2 separate regions of the Triticum aestivum genome follow, and region 2 is linked to region 1. A link is a contact called in public Hi-C data. All regions are on one chromosome and are shown on one strand. Each heading gives the region's core, a stretch centred on a gene start, on an enhancer-like site or on the middle of the called end of the contact. The rest is flanking DNA. Distances are from core to core; before and after follow the strand shown. Region 1 has its middle 87 kb from the start of LOC123145484. Region 2 holds the start of LOC123145485 (RINT1-like protein MAG2).

The links. Hi-C and Micro-C count contacts between places; a contact is called where the count stands out from the background.
Region 2: a contact with region 1 is called in a Hi-C map of leaf, with 7 times the contacts expected there. The contact joins the promoter of LOC123145485 here to the enhancer-like site in region 1. A contact is called at or near these places in 4 of 5 Hi-C or Micro-C datasets (leaf and an unstated tissue) and 1 of 1 datasets of contacts at active chromatin or transcription factors (leaf).

What each region holds. Positions count from the first base shown.
Region 1 is chr6D:414,158,688-414,162,547 of IWGSC CS RefSeq v2.1, forward strand. No RefSeq gene overlaps it. Among protein-coding and RNA genes, the nearest start is that of LOC123145484, 87 kb to the right of the region's middle. Within about 2 kb of position 1,829, at least 4 of the 8 cell types and tissues checked have an H3K27ac peak or open chromatin away from gene starts, as enhancers often do. A contact at or near this core is called in leaf, where this site is marked.
Region 2 is chr6D:414,259,358-414,263,217 of IWGSC CS RefSeq v2.1, forward strand. LOC123145485 (RINT1-like protein MAG2) reads left to right here and starts at 1,954. Exons shown (of 4, transcript XM_044564912.1): 1 at 1,954-2,371; 2 at 2,472-2,576. The coding sequence starts at 2,080.

The DNA of each region.
Region 1 (3,860 bases), core at 579-3,078:
AATAATGCGGCGGGCAATGAGAACGTACTACGTAACACCAACCAGTCAGGCGGGTGGGCCGGCCGTCGCCTTTTCTTTCTCGTTCGGTCATGCAACATGGAGCTCGCTGCATGCTGTACGTGACAACGCTGACAGAGATGGATGTGTGTGTGCGCGCGGAGGCAATCATGTATCGTGATGGCAAAACGTCCGCCCGTAATCATTTCTCCATGCATGCATTTCCTCGGCCGGCCAGCCGGCCAAACATGCTTTTTTTGTTGATCATTTGACGTCCTCGCAGGCGCCAATTCAACTCAAATAAAACAGACCGGTTACTTACATGCAGTTCATGTCATACAGCACAGGGGGAAAAGAGCAGGAAGAGATCGATCGAAAAGGCGCCGCGATCTAGTTGCTGATTCATCTAGAACACTGGTTGGTTACCAAGTGGTTCGACACTCCCGGTTTCAGTGGCTTGGGCCGCCAGAGGCCGAGCCACACGTGTAAAGAGCAGCAGCACGTAGTAGGCTGTCGATTGTGGGCGTCGCCGGCCTCAGTGCTGGGGTTTGTGGAGCGTTAACTGCCCCCGGTCCCTTTCTTATCCTTTCCGACCCAGGCAAGGGAAAGAAAAGAGAGAAGCGGCAGAGACGACGGACGAGACGTTAACCTCCATTAATCATGGCGACGCCCTAGCCCTGCCCTAGTGGCTCAGTTGCATGCATGGGCGCGATCTCGGTTACGCGAACAGACAGAGAGAGAGATAGGGGGTTACCACGACCCCAAAACCAAATCCGACGCGACCGCACGCACAGGGATGGATCGGGATAAAGAACGGGGGGAAAGGAACGGGGCCGGCCGGCCGGTATTTTGTTGCGGAAGTGCAGCGGGCATCGCTCGCTGTCAGGAAAAGGCTTCTCCGGCGGTGCAGATATTAGTAGCAATCGGCGACAGTGAGGTGGGCCTTCGCTTCTTCTCTGTCCGCCTTGTACGTGCTCGTCCTAGTTGCTTGCTTGCTTAAAGAACAAACCGACCAAGCGACCAATCGCGAAGCAGCTTTCGGTTTACTACACCGTCTCCGCATCATTGCATGGGACGCTTCCCTGCTGTTGGATGATCATGAAATCATTGTACGTCGAGTAAGTAACAGCAAGCAGGAGATCACACTTCACACCGCCCACAGTAACCCTCGGGTTCATCGACCGGTTGAACGACGGGGCACGCATGCACTCACGCCTCGTCGTCGTCCTCCTCGTCGTACATATGCAGGAAAGAGAAAAGAAAAAGGGAAATTTGCCGTGTTCATTCAGCCAGGCCCAGGTCCGTCCCTGTTGCTTTTCCGTACGGGATTACTGTGCGTCTCTCAGGCGGGTGATTGGCCCGATTGGTGATCGGCGAAAGTACTCGCACGGTAGCACCCGTCCCTGTCCGCCGAGTTGGGGGAGGGGGAGGCTGGCTGGCGTGGAGCCCCGTCGTCTCCCCCAACTTGGAAGGTTGGGTCTTCCAGAATCGCGCAAAGGAGCCCTCATGGGCCGGAGGATGAGGGCGAGACGGCAAGCCAAGGGGGGAAGGAAAAGGCAGCCGCGAGAGGCGTGGCCGCATGGGGCGGGCGGGCCGGACTAGTCGTCTCGGCGCCGTCATGGAGCTCTCGCCGTTCACGCAAACGACCGCGCCAGCTGCCTTTCCGTGGCATGCAATTCCCCCGTGGCCCACGACGCCGGGGTCGATCGGCCGAGGTGGACGTCCGCGTCCGCGTCCGTTCTCCGCCGTTGAACGACCGGTACAGTTGCCGTATCGGGAAAAGGGGCCTGGGCCTGGGAGGGAGGTTGGCGGGGCGGCATCCGCGGTGCGCGCTGCGGCCACGTAGGGTGGTTTTGTCGTGCGCGCCTGCAATGCGATGCGATGCGTCTCCGGCCGTGCGGGCGGGCGGGCGGTGATGAGCTGACGGCGATGGTTCGGCGGTGCGCGTTGCGTGCTCGGCTCTGGTCTTTCTGGTGGGCTCGCTGCTGCGTGTCGTACTTGGGTACGACCCTGAGATCAGCCAGCGTGCGTGGGTGATGGGGGCGGTGGATGCGCGCACGTAGGTCGCCTCTCGGGGGCTAGCTAGGCTAGGCTAGACGAAACGGGCGCTCGCCGACTGGTTCTCGGTGGCTGTTCTGATATGTGGTGACGCTCCATGGTTGAATTGGTCCTACTACTTCATACACCTACGCGCCGGTTTCACCCCCTGGGCGTTGAAACTCGAAGCAACTAGTTAAGGAGGGCTCCTTCGGGAGCCTCGCAACGATCAGCGCCACCTGCGCGCTCTCAGCCATTCGCCACGTGTCGCGCTCTGGACGCTCCCTCCAGATTTTGTTTTTTTTTATTTTTTCGCACGCGTTTTCAGCTTTTTAAACGGTTTTTTCCCCGAGTTTTTTGACGTTTTGGTTTTTCCCCGGTCTTCCTTAGCGTTTCGATCAAAAAATATTTGAAAAAAAAAAATTTTGCGCGAAAAAACGCGTTTACTTTTTTTTCTTTCGTGAAAAGTCACGTTTTTTTTCGCGAGAGTCACGGCCGTGCCTTTCGAAAACGAAAAAAAACGCGTTTTCTGTTTTTTTTCTTTCGCGAGAGTCACGGTTTTACTTCCGCGAGAGGCACGGTTGTGCTTTCGTGAGAGTCACGGCCGTGCCTCTCGGAAAGGGAAAAACAAAACGTGTTTTCTGTTTTTTTTTCCGCGAGAGTCACGGTTTTGCTTCCGCGAGAGGCACGGTTGTGCTTTTGCGAGAGTCACGGCCGTGCCTCTCGGAAAGGGAAAAAAAACGTGTTTTCTGTTTTTTTTTCTTTCACGAGAGTCACGGTTTTTCTTTTGCCAGAGGCACGGTTGTGCTTTCGCGAGAGTCACGGGCGTGCCTCTTTCGGAAAGGAAAAAAACGCGTTTTCTGTTTGTTTTTTTTTTCTTTACACGAGAGTCACGGTTTTGCTTCCACGAGAGGCACGGTTGTGATTTCGCGAGAGGCACGGACGTGCTTCTTTCGAAAAGGGAAAAAACCGTGCTCCCGGTTTGGTTTTTTTGTCTGGTTTTTTCATGAAAAAAAAGTTCGTCAAAACCTATCAACATGGGATCTAGTTTTGAAGATCTCGACGCGAGGAATCCAATGGTGAAAACGGTTTGAGATTTGGACGCACGGTTTAAGAGATAAAACGTTTTGAATAAACGAATCTACGAAAAAAGGGAAAACTCCCAGGTTGCGACAAGTGGCGCGCTGCATGTGCGCCACTTGTCGTGACCTGGGAAGATGGAGTGTTATTTGCAACGAGTACTCCTTAATTAGTGATTTCGGTTGAAACAGGATACTTTTTCTCAAGTGTTTGAATAATGAGTATATTTGGACTCTCTTTTACCCTGGTAGTGCGTTAACAATGGGCCTTAAAACGGTTGGACCTGAACCCGGCCCAACAAGAACCCGAAGCTCGTAGAAGCCTGGATTTCCAAGTTTTCTGGTGAAGGAGTATTGCAAGTTATTTCCACCCATTACAAAAAAAGTCTTTTTCCTTCCAAAAAATTGGGTTACATTCCAAACAACAACAATTTCCCAAAAAAACGTTAATTTGAGTGGATTAATTACCTATATCACACTTAGTCCAAGCTTGGTACTTAAGTTTATGTTTTGGAAACAAAGAATATATTCTTGACCATCTGATCCAAGAAAATTGTAATGTTATTCAACGAACGCTCGCTGGGGGTGCATGGAAAACGAACATTTCGCGGCAAATTATGTGTTGGGAGTATGTCAATTCCTTCAAGCAAACATGGCCAAATTCGCAACAAAATTCTCTGTTTGCCAGAAGTTGCCATGTGCTTGTCAAGAAATTGACATGTGCTTTCGAAAAACTGTCATAGAAAA
Region 2 (3,860 bases), core at 704-3,203, 100 kb after region 1:
TAAATATGTATTAAAAATATTCCCAGTCAAACAAAAAAATATACAAATGTGTATGGAAATAGTAGATATCAAATAATATAAGTTTTAGAAAAATGTCAATCATGTACTTGGAAAATGGTAGATGTGTATAAAAATGTTCTAATATATAGAAAAATCTACAAATGTATATGGAAAATTTAGACATAAAAAACATATGTTTTAAAAAATATGTATCATGTATTTAAGAAATGGTCGTTCAGTTTTTGAAAAAAAGTTTATTGCCATAAAAAATGTTCAATGTGTATTTGAAAAACATTGTTCATCTATTCAAAGCATTTATGAAAAAAATGTATATCATATATTTAAAATATATTCAATCTTTTGCCAAAAAATGTTTCACGTGTACACTACAAATGTATGTGATGTATTGAAAAAATAGATATGTGTTGACAAAAAAGAAACACCTTAAAAATAGACAAGAAACAACAAAACAGAATAAAATCTAAAATACAAGAAACAAAAAGAAAATGGCAGCCGAAGGAAACCAATGAAAAAAATGAAACATGAGAAGGTAACAAATAAAAAGGAGAAAAGGAACAATGAAAGAAACGCAAAAAATAGTGAAAACCAAGAAAAAAAATCAGTAACAATCGTGAAAGGAATGAAGAAAACCGATGAAAAAACAAATGACAAGCAAAAAACTGAAGAAAACCATGAAGAAACAAAGTAATTGAAAAAGAGACAATAGAAGAAAACTACAAAATGAGAAAAACCGAACTAAACCAACGAAGAGTAGCGATCAAGCGAGGGAGAAAGCCAGCGAATGAAAGAAAAAAGATCGAACTGGGTCGGTCCAATAAACAACAGGAGTGTAAAATGGTCTACGCGAGACATTCTTCCAGCTCACTATAACCACGAGATATAGTTCACGCAGGTGGATCGTGCATACATGTCCCAAGTTGCGATGGCACGACCCATATTAGGTCTCAACGACCGAGCCCATCAAACCTCGCGTCATCGACCTCATCATCAACACTTACCCCGCTCAAATCTGTGGTGTCTATTTCTCGCATTAAGCGAGACGAGAGGGAGCTCTCGCTGAGGATTTTTCCTCTCCCTGCTTCGTATTGGGTCGGCCCATTCGCGCACGCATATATTAAGAAAAATAGATTAGGTAAAGGGAGAACCAAGGTTTGATCCGCAGATGCTGCTACCACTCCGCCCAAGTCAAGTTAGTGATAAGTAGTAGGTGCGTGTCATACTTGAGGCTATTTCAAACCGGTTTTCTTTGAGGCTTTTTCCTTTTTTGTTTTCTTTCTTCTTCTTCAATTTTTTCATTCTTTTTTGCACTTTCTTTCTTGTTTTTTTCATTTCTTTTTTTGGTTATTATTGTACATTTTTTGTATATGTCAACAATATTTTTCTAATATACAATTTAAATTTTTTCAATACTTGTTTAACATTTTTCAAATACTTGTTTAATATTTTTATATACATGGTCAACAGTTTTTCAAATACTTGTTCAACATTTTTTAGATACTTGTTCAATATTTTTCAGATTTTGTTGAACATTTTTATATACATGATCAAAAAATGAAGTACTTGTTCAACCTTTTTTCAAATACTTATTCAAGATTTTTCAAATACTCGTTCGACATTTTATAAATACTTCTTCAATATTTTTTTAAATGCATGATTAACATTTTTATAAATATTATTTAAACTATGTTTTTGTAATATATATATTTAGACTATTTGAAAGTGTAAAAAAATTAAAAAAGTGAAACAAAAAAATGAAATAAAAACGTGAAAAAAAACAGAGAAAAACGAGGCAGTGTAGTACCCGGGACCTGGGCCGGCCCATAAGCTCGCGTGGTTCAGCGAGTCGGAAGCTTCGACTCGCTGAACGCGAGACATAGCGATGCCCGCTCAAATCGACGCCCAAGATTACAACCTACAGCTCTCCGTTCCTCAGAAAAACAAAAACTACAGCCTGGAGCATCAGTACTCTGATTGCCTTCGCCGGTCTTCCTCCCCGCTTCCCCCATCTCGACTCCTCTCCGCGATCCAAACCCTAAGCCGGGGGGACCCGTTCGCGCCATGGAAGCGGCGGCTCCGTCGCCGCTGCTCCATAGTCCCCCGCACATCACCCCAGAGCTCCGGCGCTTCCTCGACGTCCGCTTCCGCTCCCCGGCCGACCTCGCCGCGGCCGCAGACGTCGAGGCCGAGATCCGCGGGCGCTGCGCGGAGCTCGAGTCCTCGGTCGCCGAACTGTCCGCCCGCCTCGCGGATGTGGCCGCCGCGTACTCCTCTTCCCTCGGGGCCGCTGGCTCCGCCCTCTGCGCCGTGCGCGGTGGCCTCGCCGCCCTCAAGGCCTCCACCGACAAGACGGGTATCTTAAGCAAATGCTCATGGAATTACTGATTTTCGAGCTTCTCTAGTTGACGTATGCTGCTGCTAAGCTGTAATTCTATTTCTTGGGGTTTTTCTAGGGGTTAGAGAAGATGTGGAGGCTGGGAGCGAGAAGATGCTGTTTGAACAACTCCCTCCCCTGGCCACCGACGTGGCGAGAGTAGACATGGTTAGAGATTACGCTGGTGAGCATCTCTGAAGATCACACTTTAGATCATTGTGCCACGCTCTGGCTTAAATTTCGAATGATAAACACTATATTGACAATTTGCTATGATGTCTATTTCCTCTTATGATGGTTATGTTTGTTTAGGCATAATGTGTTATGATTCATGAGTTGAGAGTTGAGAGTTGAGACCAGCGGCTCATTGCTTAATATGTCGTACGAGTGTTTGGTGTGATGGGACTTAGTGTCTGTGCAGGAGCAGAGTGGTTTTATGTGGCAAATCGTCTGTTTGGTTAGGTTAATAGTTAAGTTTGGTTGATACAGATCTAGCTCAGTACAGCTAGGATGGATGATGATAACTGTTCTGGCCCTCAATTATGGCATGGATCTGGCAGCTCCTGTAAGTGAGCCTCATTTTGATAATGTGGATCTATGGGTTGCCTTTTGTCCCTGTAGTTAACTAGAAATTTGTGGGGGCATTTCATTATTGTGTCCATGTTAGATTGTTAGTTGCTGATTCTTTATTCACGAGCCACAGTTAGCTATTAGTCCTGTCTGTAACTGCATTATCAGCGATCTTCCACTGACAGGAGTGTCAAAACCAGAACATTCATTATGTTTTCCTATCCTTATGGCAGCCAATATTCTTTCCATGCTTAATTCTTAGGCAGTGGAGTGTTTTGGTTGGTGCAGGAGTCTTGGTGGTGGTTGGACTAGAAGTTTAGTTTTTAAAACGACCACACTTGAGAAATAAATAAAATAACACTGTGACGATTGCACCGAGTTCTTCGACAATGAAGAAGCCGAAAAAAAGCGGGTTTGATTTGAAATGCCAAATTAATGAGTGAAATCACCCTTATGGCAGGGAGGTACTAGGCTACTAGCAGAATCTTTTAATTCTCTTATTAAGATGATAATTTAATTTGATAATTTCCTAGAATTGGGAAAAAAATCTTTTTGTTTTCCCATGGCCGGTACTTTGCGGTAATATGATCTAAAGGATTTTTATAATTCCCATTTGGTTGCTAGATGGTGCGTTACTGCTAGTAATCTCCTTAACCGAGGCAGTCAGCCAGTTACTGTTTTACAGGATTGATACCACAACTAAACTACTGCTAGGGGAAAGTGGATTACTAGTGCGCTCCTCAATTTGTGTTATCCGGAGTTTGATTTTTTTGTTTTGTTTTGTTAGTCTACCATTCTCACATTTTGGTCTAGTCTGTTTGTGTGCGTTTAGTTTCGCATATCAATTATTCACTTTGTTGCTTAACACTGCCAAAGTAATACTCCCTCCGTTCCTAAA